Linked DNA regions of Mus musculus: all the other regions are linked to region 1. Evidence: chromatin contacts called from public HiChIP or PLAC-seq and promoter capture Hi-C data. All regions are on one chromosome and are shown on one strand. Each heading gives the region's core, a stretch centred on a gene start, on an enhancer-like site or on the middle of the called end of the contact. The rest is flanking DNA. Distances are from core to core; before and after follow the strand shown.

Region 1 (2,700 bases), core at 106-2,605:
AGAACTGGTACAGAAGGAGACTGCCACAGCGCCGACGGATCCTCCTGCCCCGACAAGCACCTAAGGAGTGGAGACCAGACTGAAACTTCCTCTGCTGGGCCCAAGAACAACCCCTAGAGGAGATGTGGATTGAGGTTGCCCTCAGAGCAGGGCAGACTGCCTGAGACACTGTGATTTAAATTAAATCTTTGTAGTCTTTGTCCCATGTCTGAAGCACCTTCCATTACTTCTCCAAGACAGCAGGCCTCCTTCACCTTGACAAACCACTTCAGTAAGCAAACCCTGGCTCTCCTGGAACTAAACCAATCTAGCCTCAGACTCAGGTACCCACCTGCCTCACCTCCTGAGTGCTAGGATTAAAGGTGTACACCACCACACCTGACTTCAACAGACTTAAGCCATATACTACCCCAAAGTCAGTGGGTAGAAATATGATTTCATACATCTTTGGTTATGTGTGGGTTTGTGCATGGTGAGTGCAGTACCCATGGCCAGAAGAGGATGTTGGGTCCCCTGGGGCTTCCCTGTGGGTGCTGGGACTTAAGAGTACATTCTTACCTGCCGATCCTGGGCTTGGCCCCTTAGAGAGTTAAGAGTTAGGGTGGAGGGTCTACCAGAATCTACCACCAACTTTGGGTTGATCCTCAGACCCATGAGACCTGACACTGGTGACTCACCAGGTGACAAAGTCCTGGCATTTTGTTGCAGGCTCCAAAAGCCAGCTGAAGCCAGAGAGAATGTCAGGACATGTTTATGGAGTTTTACTAGAACTAGAAGCAGAGGATCCCAGTTTATGGGATGGAGGCAGGTGCCACATGACCCTATGGAGGTCAGAGGGTCGCAAATGCAGGAGTTGCTTTTTCTGCTTGCACCATGTTTGGGGGTCCTGAGGTCAAACCAAAGACTCTTAGCAAGTGCTGAGCCATTTTCCTAGGCCCAGTTTATTAGTGTGGAAGGAAGTAGACTCTTTTTAGATTTAACACAAAACATTTGAGGTGGGGGTTGTATTATTTGGTCTTATTTGTTTGGATGTCCTATTTTGTGGGCAACATCTGAAATTCAGGTTAGCCTCAAACTCAAGGGCTGACCTTGGAGTTAGTTATCCTCCTTTCTCCACCAGGGTGTGCTGTTTGACAAGCGCTAAATTTGCGCTAGGCTGATTGAACTTCTAACCTTGGCTTTGCCCCCACGTGACCTCCAGCCTCCGTTCGCCCTAGTTCTGCACCTACTGCTTGAGACCTTGCTCAGGGCCGAGAGGCGGGACAAGCGGTAGACTGACTTAAAGCACAGCTAATAGAGCCAGTAGCTGATGGGCGTGGTGCGGTGTCAGCCAATAGCTTGCGGGGGTGTGGCTCAGCCTGCTGTGGTCAATCCCTGAAGATGGCGGGCAGCAGGAGGCTAGCGATGCGGTTGCTTTCTGGGTGCGCCTGGGTGCGCGGCTCAGACTCTGCCGTGCTGGGCCGCCTGCGTGATGAGGCCGTGGTGCATCCAGGCTTCCTGAGCCAGGAGGAGGAGGACACGCTAACACGCGAACTGGAGCCCCAGCTGCGGCGCCGGCGCTACGAGTACGACCACTGGGACGCGGTGAGTGGGCGGAGCGGCGAGCTAAGGGGACGCCCACTGGGACATAGTGAGGGGGCGGGGTCCTCGGAGGGGTAGAGTGAAGAGCTAGGCTTGCTTGGCCAGGTTGGGGACAGTGTGTTTTGGGCAGTCCCCGATGTAGGTTCGGGTGGGACCAAGTTTCTCTGGTGTGGGACATGGCGGGTGCTGGGCAATTCGATGAGTGACAGTTGGTCAGGAGGTCTTGTGGGAATGGGGCTGATCTTGATGCCAGAGCTGAGTCCAGGGGAAGGCCTGCTGCTGCGGGCTTGTGGATGGTACTTAGAGCAGGGGAAGGGACCAGAGCCGGAGAAGGTGAACTGGCAACGTTGAGCTCAGAGCAGCGCAGTATTACAGTGGGGGCAAATCACTGCTGGGCTTTACTAAGAACAGGGGCTGTAGTGTGGGGCTGGGCCTGGAATCAGAAGGGAGGGTTTTGGTGGGCACCAAGGAATGCGTAGTGAGGACAAAGATGTCACTTCAGACATGAAGTTCTGGAACACTTCAGGGGCATTGGTGACAAGATTAGAAATAAAAAGCAGACTTGGGAGAGGGAGTGCCAGCAGTTGGGAGTTTCACTAGGGACTTGAGTGGGATCAAATAGAGACAGGAGACCGAGATACTGAATATTAGGGTGGCCAGCACCAGGGACCACTGGGAAACGAAACGTGAAGACCAGATGCGTGGTTGAAACCTCACTGATAATGAGCTAAAGTTGGAAAGACTGCCTGCCCTGTACTGCACCCCTCGGTACCTCATTTTCCTGTCCTGGGAGTTCCCAGTTATGACTTGAGCTCTCTATTCAGGCCATCCATGGCTTCAGGGAGACAGAGAAATCCTGCTGGTCTGATGCAAGCCAGGTCATCCTGCAGCGGGTTCGGGCGGCTGCATTTGGTCCTGACCAGAGCCTGCTATCCCCAGTACATGTGTTGGACCTGGAACCTCGGGGCTACATCAAGCCTCATGTTGACAGTGTCAAGGTGGGCAGAAGGCATTCCATCAGAACTCCTAGCTAGGTTGTCGGTGGACAGGGGGGCAGAACTAAGCCTGACACCCCAATATACACAGCATACATACCCCTTTTCCAGTTCTGTGGATCTA
Region 2 (2,700 bases), core at 186-2,685, 670 kb before region 1:
CCAGCTCAATGTAACTAAAGATGATGGTGTAGTCCAAATTCTGAGTACATGGTGACTGGCGTGGGTGATGGCTGTTCTCTTTACATTGCACAATGAAGAGCAATGGAAACAATTCAAGACTCGTCTAGCTTGGAATAATTTATGTGTAACCTTGAGAGTTAGTGAATTAGCAACAGACTAGGGGGGTAGAACAAATATCTTGGGTGCACAAAGAACCTGCTCTAAGGAGGGTACTTTCCAGATGTTAGATATTAAAGTAGAAGGATTTCTAGTCTACCCCATAAAACAGGAATGTTGTCACCTCTGCTTGCTCAAGTATAGAAGCCGTAATGGTAGTTTGCAAAGCAGGCTCTGGATAAAAGAGCTTGCAGTGAAGCCTAACAACCCAGATGACAAACTCCAGAGTTGCCCTCTGACCTGTAGAGGTATATACCACACATATATACAAAATAATAAAAATTTAAAATTATAAATGCATATTGATGGGGATGATATCAGACCTTAACTAAATGCTCTTGAGTGCAGGGTGACTGGTGTGGTGATGCTGTTCCCTTCACATCGCACAATGAAGAGATGGAAACAATTGTGTGGAGCAGGGGCTTGGACACCTGTAGCTGGAATTTGGGTGCCCAGGCCTCCAATTTGCAATACGCTGAGCTAGAGAGTAGGACCTAGGACATTTTGAGAAGTAGATAATTGAATCCTCTTCCACTGAGTTATTGCAACGCTTTCCATGGGTACAGCTATCAGTTCAAGGTGGGGGGTGGGGTGGACCAAGTCGCGCACGTTTTAGGGAACTCATGAACGTTTGGGGAGGGCAATATGGAACGCTTTTGAGATCCTCTTACCCTAGTTCGGCCTTTTGCAAAGCTGGGCTCAAATTCTGACTCTAGATCTAGAACTACTGGGTTTCGAACCACTGTCTCCGGACCCAGAGCTGATGTTGTGCAGGAAATCACGTACTCAGCAGCCGCCCGATCACAGGGTGGAGTCTGGAGCAGCAAGACAGCGATTGACATTCAGTCGCAACCATTCGGCACCCAGAGACCGGTACCAAACACCAATCCGCGTTTGTCTCAGTAAAGTCTGAGAACGCGCTTGTCAATCTGCGTGAGCTCGGGGCTATCCTACACCCGACCGCAGCCGGATTGGCTGTGTGCATCTTGACGGGCATGCTTCGTACCCACTGAAAGCTGAGCCGGTCACTAGGCACGTGAGTGGGTGCCGGCACGTCCTCGGGGTTGGACCAATGAAGGGAAGAAATCGAGTGCCTGCTCCCGCCCCAGGTCGCGGAGGGCGGGGCCGCTCGGTGTTGATGAGGGGAGGGGTGGAGCTGTCAGCCGCCACCAATCAGCGTGCGGGCGTGGGCTGAATGCCCAATGGCGGCCGAGTAGGAGCCGTCGCCCCGCCCCTCTGAAGCTTCGCCTCCCCGCCCCGGGCTCTTGCTGAGGGCTCGGCCGCGAGCGAGCGAACCATCGAAGGAGCAAAGAGACCGGGCGAAGCTCGGAGCCCAGTGGCCGGGGCGAGCGAGTGAGGGCCGGCGGGGGCGACGCGAGACGGCCGGGCACGCGCCGCTCAGCCTGCTGTCTGCGGCCCGGGCCGCGCGTTGCGCCAGGTGAGTGAGTGTGCGATCCGTGGCGGCGCTCAGCAGCTTCCAGGCCCCTTTGGGGGGCCGCGCGGCCGCCATGCCTGCCCCCACGCCGCACCTTGGGCCGCCGCGCGCACTCCAGGCCGAGGCTTTGGCTGCGGCCTACTCGGCTCCTCAGGGCGGCGGAGTACGCCGCGCTTTTGTCCGTTCGGGCGAAGCTGCTGTTTGTTGATCGACAAAACGATTGTGTGCCTGGGAAAGGAGGGTGTGTTTTTTTGGGGGTGGGTGGGGGGGGTTGACGATGGGGCCGGACAAAGGCGGGGCGGGGGCGGGGCGCCGCGTCCCCTTTCCAGGGCACAAAAGATGACAGCGTGGGTGGCCCGGTCCAGCCATCCCTTCAACAACCCCAAATCCTTAAAAATAAAAAACCCACTCCAAGTCCCTGCTCCCCGCCGCTTGCATTTTGGTTCCCTTTGGTTTGGAGCTGTCCCCTCCAAACACTCACCCATCATGGCCTTGCAAACTTGACCCCCGCATGTCCAGAATCTGTAAATCACCATATAATCTGCATTTTAAAAATGAAAATAAATAGTACACGTATCTGCTATTGCAATGGCAGCCTTTCCACCTCGCTTCTGTACCCTGGTCTCTTTGCTTTCCAGCTCCCTTCTTTCTGTAAGCCATGAAATGTGCAGTTTTCCGCGTGCACACTAGTCCAGGGCATCCCGGCAGACAGGGAAGCTTGGCAAAGCTGGGGACAGCTGGGGGTGGCTTTCCTACTGCCATATCCTGGGGGGTTTTGGGGGTTCTGTTAGGGGTTTCGGTCAGCCAGCTGAGAGTATAAGGGATTCCAGGTTTGCAGATTTGATGCTGTAACTGGTGCGGTTTGGCCATTACGGTTCGGGCATCGCGGTTCCTTGTCCCATCTGTCTGAAAGGGGGGGGGGCGGGGCGGAGGATGGCATCGCTTTAATAATTAACACCTGGGGAAGTGTCTTGCCGGAGTAGTTGCTAGTTTTTTTCAACTATGGAGAGGATGGATCCGGTATGTTTCAAAAAGCAAAAAGAAAGAGTGTATCTTTCCCTGTAACCAAGTGGGATTTGCTCAGCCTG
Region 3 (2,700 bases), core at 35-2,534, 780 kb before region 1:
AACTGGGGAACCAGTGAGGATGAAGGGGCCGGTGAAGATGGAGGGGCCGGTGATGTGTGTGGCTTCTTCTCACTCACTTTCCATGCGGGCGGGAGTCTCCGCCTGTGCCTAACCCTATCTACCTGGTTCGACTCTAACTGAGCCTCCCAGCCCCTCGGGGCTGCCAACATGCCCTGGGTTGTACTTGGAAGAGACGTGTCCCTCAGTGTGCGGTCTCCCTGGGACCCAGCAGGGAACTGGCGACTGTGGTCCACACCTCCTGGGCACCAGTCCCAACTCTTCGAAAGCAGGTTGGTGATTGCCCTGGGGGCTCCCGAGGGAGCCTGGGTAACAGGCAGCAAAAAGGCCGCTGAGGTCAAAGGCTGGGCAAAATCGTGGATGGGGAGGGGATGGATGGGCCTAAGGCCGAGATCCTAAGGGTGGGGCTCAAGATGCAGGGAATGAATGCTGGAAGCTGAGGGGGTTCAAGCTAATCCGGGGAGGAAAGGGATGAGACAGAGGATATGATTTTAGTCTGGGAGGGTATCAAGCTTGGCATGCGACAATGTGGAAACTGAGGCAGAGGATAAGGGCTGAGTGAAGGATCAGGCTTGGGGAGTGACCAGTCTTGGAAGAGTCAGGCTGGTAGGGTCATTTGGAGAGGTTCATGCTGCGGGTTTCAAGCTTTGGGGTATGAAGCTTTAGGATTTCAGGTTTGAGAGGAGGGTCAACCTGGACTATCAGGCCTTGAGGGAACAAGTTGGACGGATCAAGTTTTGGGGATCAGGCTTGAGGGATCAAGCTGGGAGGGGAATCAGGCTTGCGGGGATCCGGCTTTAGAAGATCAAGATGGAAGAGGATGAGGCTTGAGGGGATCAGGTTGGGAAGGATGAGGCCGGGAGGGAGGGTTTGGCAGAGACGAGGCTGGCGGAGGCTGGCGGAGGCTGCGCGGACGCCGGGCTGAGCCGCGCTCTGCGATGAAGCTGGCGGCTGCGTCTCCGCAGCGGTGCGGCAGCAGCTCTTGGGCGCGGCCCGGAACCGGCGAAGCGCGGCGACCAGAGCGGCGGGGACGACGAGGACAGGGCGCGCGGCGCCGAGGCGGGCGGACGGCGCCGGCCGGGGCGGGAGGCGGCGAGCCGGGGCCGGACGCTGCTCACCCGAGCGTGGCGCGGAGGACAAGCTGAGCAGGGCGTCCCCGGGGCCGGCGGCGCCTCACACGCGACGCTCCATGCCCAAGACGAGGGCCCGGAAGTGGCGGGCGCGGGGGGACAGCGAAGGCGGCGGACACCGGGGGGACCCGCCAGCTGCGCCTCCTTTGACCCGGAAGTTGAGCTGCAGAAGCAGAGGCTTTTGATTGGGTAACGTCAGGGCAGAACCAACGTCCGTGAAACTCTAGGGGACAATGCTCAGGAGCGTCTTAGGGCTGAAGGCAAGGCTGGTGGCCCCTTGCTGTCTGGGAGAGGACTGCGGGATGGACACCCCTGCTCCAGTTCTGCTGGCCAGCTCGACCCTGCAGTGACCTATTAAAAATATCTAAGAAAGCTGAGATATTGGTAGAATAGTGGTTAGGAAAGCTGCCTTCCAAAAGGTGGCCCCGGGTTCTAGTCCCAGATTGCTTACGCCGCTCATCCCAGCGCTCGGAAACTCTCCACTTAATCAGGCTAGCTTTGAACTCTAAGATCTGCCTGCTCTGTCTAGATCTCGCCCACACCATGTTTTACTTTGTTTTTTGTTTTTCGAGACGGGGTTTCTCAGTATAGCCCTGGCTGTCCTGGAACTCACTCTGTAGACCAGGCTGGCCTCGAACTCAGAAATCCGCCTGCCTCTGCCACCTGCCTCTGCATTAAAGGTGTGCGCCACCACGCCCGGCTCATGTTTTACTTCTTATCTGTGCATTGTGTCTGAGCCACGCGAGTGTGACAGAAGAGGACAATGGGTTTCTTTCCTTTTAATTTTTTTAAATTTATTATTATATCTAAGTACACCTAAGTACACTGTAGCAGTCTTCAGATTCGAGGGCGTCAGATCTCATTAAAGGTGGTTGTGAGCCACCATGTGGTTGCTGGGATTTGAACTCAGGACCTTCAGAAGAGCAGTCAGTGCTCTTAACCACTGAGCCATCTCTCCAGACCCACAATGGATTTCTTGTAACTGGAGTTAAGGCCACATGAGTGCTGGGACATGGACTCCCCTCCTCGCAGAGCCACCTCTCTCAAGCCTCTAAAGAGCTTTTGTAAATAAAGACACACTCCCCAAAAGTTATCCTAACAGGGTTCCTGCAGAAGGGCATCCATTGTTTGGTGAGTGACATTTAGTGAGCATCCTCCATTGTTGTTGAAGTGTCCCCACTTAGCTTCCTAGCTAGTTAACTTTTTGACCGGAAATCCTGAGAGCTACATTTTTAACATGATGTTGCAACCCTGTTCCCTTTCCAGGAACCCTCCCTGGAGACACCATTTGTTACACAATTACAGGACGTGGCTGAGGGCCTGGCGGCTCTCCTGGTCTTCCCCAGTTCCAGCCATCCTCTTCTCTCTCCTGACCCCTTTCTTTTCACACCCATTTTGGGGAAGAGTCTCATGTAGCTAAAATTTATCTTGAACTCCTGCCTCTTCCTCCCCAGTGCTGGGGTGACTGTACACCACCATGCCTGGTTAATGAGAAGCTGGGGATTGGGACTGAGCCTAAGCCCCAGCATCTGCTTGAACTTGAAGATGAACT
Region 4 (2,700 bases), core at 129-2,628, 740 kb before region 1:
AGGACAGCCCTTGGGAATCAGTTTTCATCTTCCATCACGAGGGTCCCGGGAATTGACATCAACCGGAGCTACATGAAATCCTACCTCAAACTGATCTTTAAAAAGACCTTGAGGAACTGGAGCAGTGGTTCAGCTGTGACTCTCAACCATAGGGATGCGCACACCACCAGTAACTCCAGCGGCAAAGATCCCGACGCCCTCTGCTGGCCTTGGCGGATGGAGGGAAAGCATGTGGCCTTTAAATTTTTTATTTATTTAATTTTATTTTATGTGCATTAGTGTAAGATCCCTTGAACTGGAATTACAGACCAGTTGGGAGCTACCATGTGGGTGCTGGGAATTGAACCAGAGTCCTTTGGATAAGTAGTCAGTGCTCTTGACCACTGAGCCATCTCTCTAGCCCCGCATGTGGCTCCTTAAAAAAAGAAGAAAGAAAGAAAAAGAAAAGCTAACGTGAAAATCGAGACTGCCTAACATTTCTGCAAATAGCTAAAGGCGAGTTGGGGTGCGCTGCCAGCTCAAGATCTTACACTCGGCGCGCGCCCCCTGCTGGTCAGCAAGCCTTTCGTAGAAGCCCTTCGCCTTCCACCTCGCTCCGGATTGGCTGGGAGTTGCCTTTGTTGCCCGCTGGGAAATGTAGTCCGCAAAGGAGGCGGAGGCCCATTCATTTCCTGCCTGCGCGACCTCGAAAACCGGAAGTACAGCACCACGCTACCCTGGGTCGTCCGCAAGGGCCGCCGAGCCTTGCCCGATACGAAGGGAGGCTTTTTATTTACATTTCGTCTCGCGGGTGCCCCACGGCGCTGTGGGAAGCGAATTCCTTTTTCCCCCACTTCATGTTTTCCTGTGGATTCTGACATGAATGACAGAATGCACATTATCACCTGGCCAAGCTGCTCAGAGCCCCTCAAAACATGGTGTATTTCCATGATGGGAACTGTAGTCTTTCAATGGTACCTCGCCCAGTATTCTTCGAGCTAAAGCTCGGACTTCTTGCCCTGTCTAGAGTCTGTGTCAGTGACAGTAACCGGAAGTATGTCATCAAATACTCAGGGTCACATACAACTTTATAGACTTGCATGGTAGGAATTGAAAACTGAGACCCTTTTGAGAGACGTCCTTTTGGGAACTGAGTGAGAACATGCTGCCGGCAATCTCCGCCTTAGAGTCAATACCAGGAAGTATGTCACCACATTTCCCAAGGATCGCACTAACCATTGGCCTTGCTTGGCGGAAATTGCCGTCCTGTCACCGGTTCCCCCCTATCCCTTTCGGGAAATGTAGTTTTTTCGCTTTTCTGATTCCAGTATCATTCGGCGGGCGATCGCTCATAGGACTCCATTTCCCAGCATGCCTGTGCACACTCTGTCCTCGCCCCTTCGCGGCGGCCATTTTATTCCTCCCGGAGACCCGCTAAGATGACAGCCCGGGAGAAGGTGAAGGTTGTCTCTGGCGACCGGCGGCCCGGCTAGATCCAGCAGCGAGGCTTCCAGCATGGATCTGCACACAGCGGTGTACAATGCGGCGCACGACGGCAAGCTGCCGCTGCTGCAGAAGCTGCTGGCCGGCCGTGGGCGTGAGGAGCTGGAGGAGCTGCTGGGTGAGGTGGCCGGCGGTGGCACGCCACTGCTAATCGCAGCGCGCCGTGGACACCTAGACGTGGTGGAGTATCTGGTGGACCACTGCGGCGCCAGCGTGGAGGCGAGCGGCTCCGTGCACTTCGATGGCGAGACCATCGAGGGCGCGCCGCCGCTCTGGGCAGCGTCGGCCGCGGGTCACCTGGCCGTGGTGCGTAGCCTTCTGCGCCGAGGCGCCTCGGTCAACCGCACCACGCGCACCAACTCCACGCCGCTGCGCGCCGCCTGCTTCGACGGCCACCTGGACGTGGTACGCTACCTGGTGGGCGAGCACAAGGCGGACCTGGAGGTGGCCAATCGCCACGGCCACACGTGCCTTATGATCTCCTGCTACAAGGGCCACCGCGAGATCGCGCGCTACCTGCTGGAGCGCGGCGCACAGGTGAACCGGCGCAGCGCCAAGGGCAACACCGCCCTGCACGACTGTGCAGAATCTGGCAGCCTGGAGATCCTACAGCTGCTGCTGGGCTGCCACGCGCGCATGGAGCGCGACGGCTATGGCATGACCCCGCTGCTGGCCGCCAGCGTCACCGGGCACACCAACATCGTGGAGTACCTCATCCAGGAACAGCCGGGCCACGAGCAGCTCTCAGGGACAGAGCTTCCCGGGGAAGGCTCCTCCCAGGTGGCAGGAAACCACTGCTCCACCCCAGAAGAAGCAGAACCGTATGAGAGCTGCTGCCCTACCAGCCGGGAAGCAGCTGTGGAAGCTTTGGAGCTGCTGGGTGCCACCTACGTGGATAAGAAAAGGGATCTGCTTGGAGCCCTGAAGCACTGGAGAAGGGCGATGGAACTCCGTCACCAGGGTGGAGGCTACCTCCCTAAGCCGGAGCCCCAGCAACTGGTTCTGGCCTATGACTATTCCAGGGAGGTGACTACACCCCAAGAGTTGGAAGCCCTCATTACAGATCCTGATGAAATGCGGATGCAGGCGCTGCTGATACGGGAGAGAATCTTGGGCCCCTCACATCCTGACACTTCATACTACATACGGTACCGGGGTGCTGTCTATGCGGACTCCGGGAATTTCGAGCGCTGTATCCGTCTGTGGAAGTATGCCTTG

Evidence for each region. HiChIP or PLAC-seq counts read pairs in DNA pulled down with a chosen protein or histone mark. Capture Hi-C pulls out chosen DNA fragments and counts their contacts.
Region 2: a contact with region 1 is called in a promoter capture Hi-C map of liver, with 2.1 times the contacts expected there. The contact joins the promoter of Kdm4b here to the promoter of Alkbh7 in region 1. A contact is called at or near these places in 1 of 39 promoter capture datasets (liver), 2 of 115 datasets of contacts at active chromatin or transcription factors (both in embryonic stem cells) and 2 of 9 other capture datasets (adipose tissue and liver).
Region 3: a contact with region 1 is called in a FOXA1 HiChIP or PLAC-seq map of pancreatic cancer cells. The contact joins the promoter of Dpp9 here to the promoter of Alkbh7 in region 1. A contact is called at or near these places in 1 of 39 promoter capture datasets (embryonic stem cells) and 1 of 115 datasets of contacts at active chromatin or transcription factors (pancreatic cancer cells).
Region 4: a contact with region 1 is called in a FOXA1 HiChIP or PLAC-seq map of pancreatic cancer cells. The contact joins the promoter of Fem1a here to the promoter of Alkbh7 in region 1. A contact is called at or near these places in 2 of 39 promoter capture datasets (hematopoietic stem and progenitor cells and liver), 1 of 484 Hi-C or Micro-C datasets (rod photoreceptor), 3 of 115 datasets of contacts at active chromatin or transcription factors (astrocytes, embryonic stem cells and pancreatic cancer cells) and 1 of 9 other capture datasets (pancreatic islet).

The regions. Positions count from the first base shown.
Region 1 is chr17:56,995,984-56,998,683 of GRCm38.p6, forward strand. Alkbh7 (alkB homolog 7) reads left to right here and starts at 1,356. Exons shown (of 4, transcript NM_025538.3): 1 at 1,356-1,584; 2 at 2,406-2,579; 3 at 2,688-2,700. The coding sequence starts at 1,381. It overlaps Clpp (caseinolytic mitochondrial matrix peptidase proteolytic subunit), which reads left to right. Exons shown (of 6, transcript NM_017393.2): 6 at 1-388. The coding sequence ends at 64.
Region 2 is chr17:56,324,615-56,327,314 of GRCm38.p6, forward strand. Kdm4b (lysine (K)-specific demethylase 4B) reads left to right here and starts at 1,436. Exons shown (of 23, transcript NM_172132.3): 1 at 1,436-1,615.
Region 3 is chr17:56,217,605-56,220,304 of GRCm38.p6, forward strand. Dpp9 (dipeptidylpeptidase 9) reads right to left here and starts at 1,285. Exons shown (of 21, transcript NM_172624.3): 1 at 1,137-1,285.
Region 4 is chr17:56,255,415-56,258,114 of GRCm38.p6, forward strand. Fem1a (fem 1 homolog a) reads left to right here and starts at 1,379. Exons shown (of 1, transcript NM_010192.4): 1 at 1,379-2,700. The coding sequence starts at 1,495.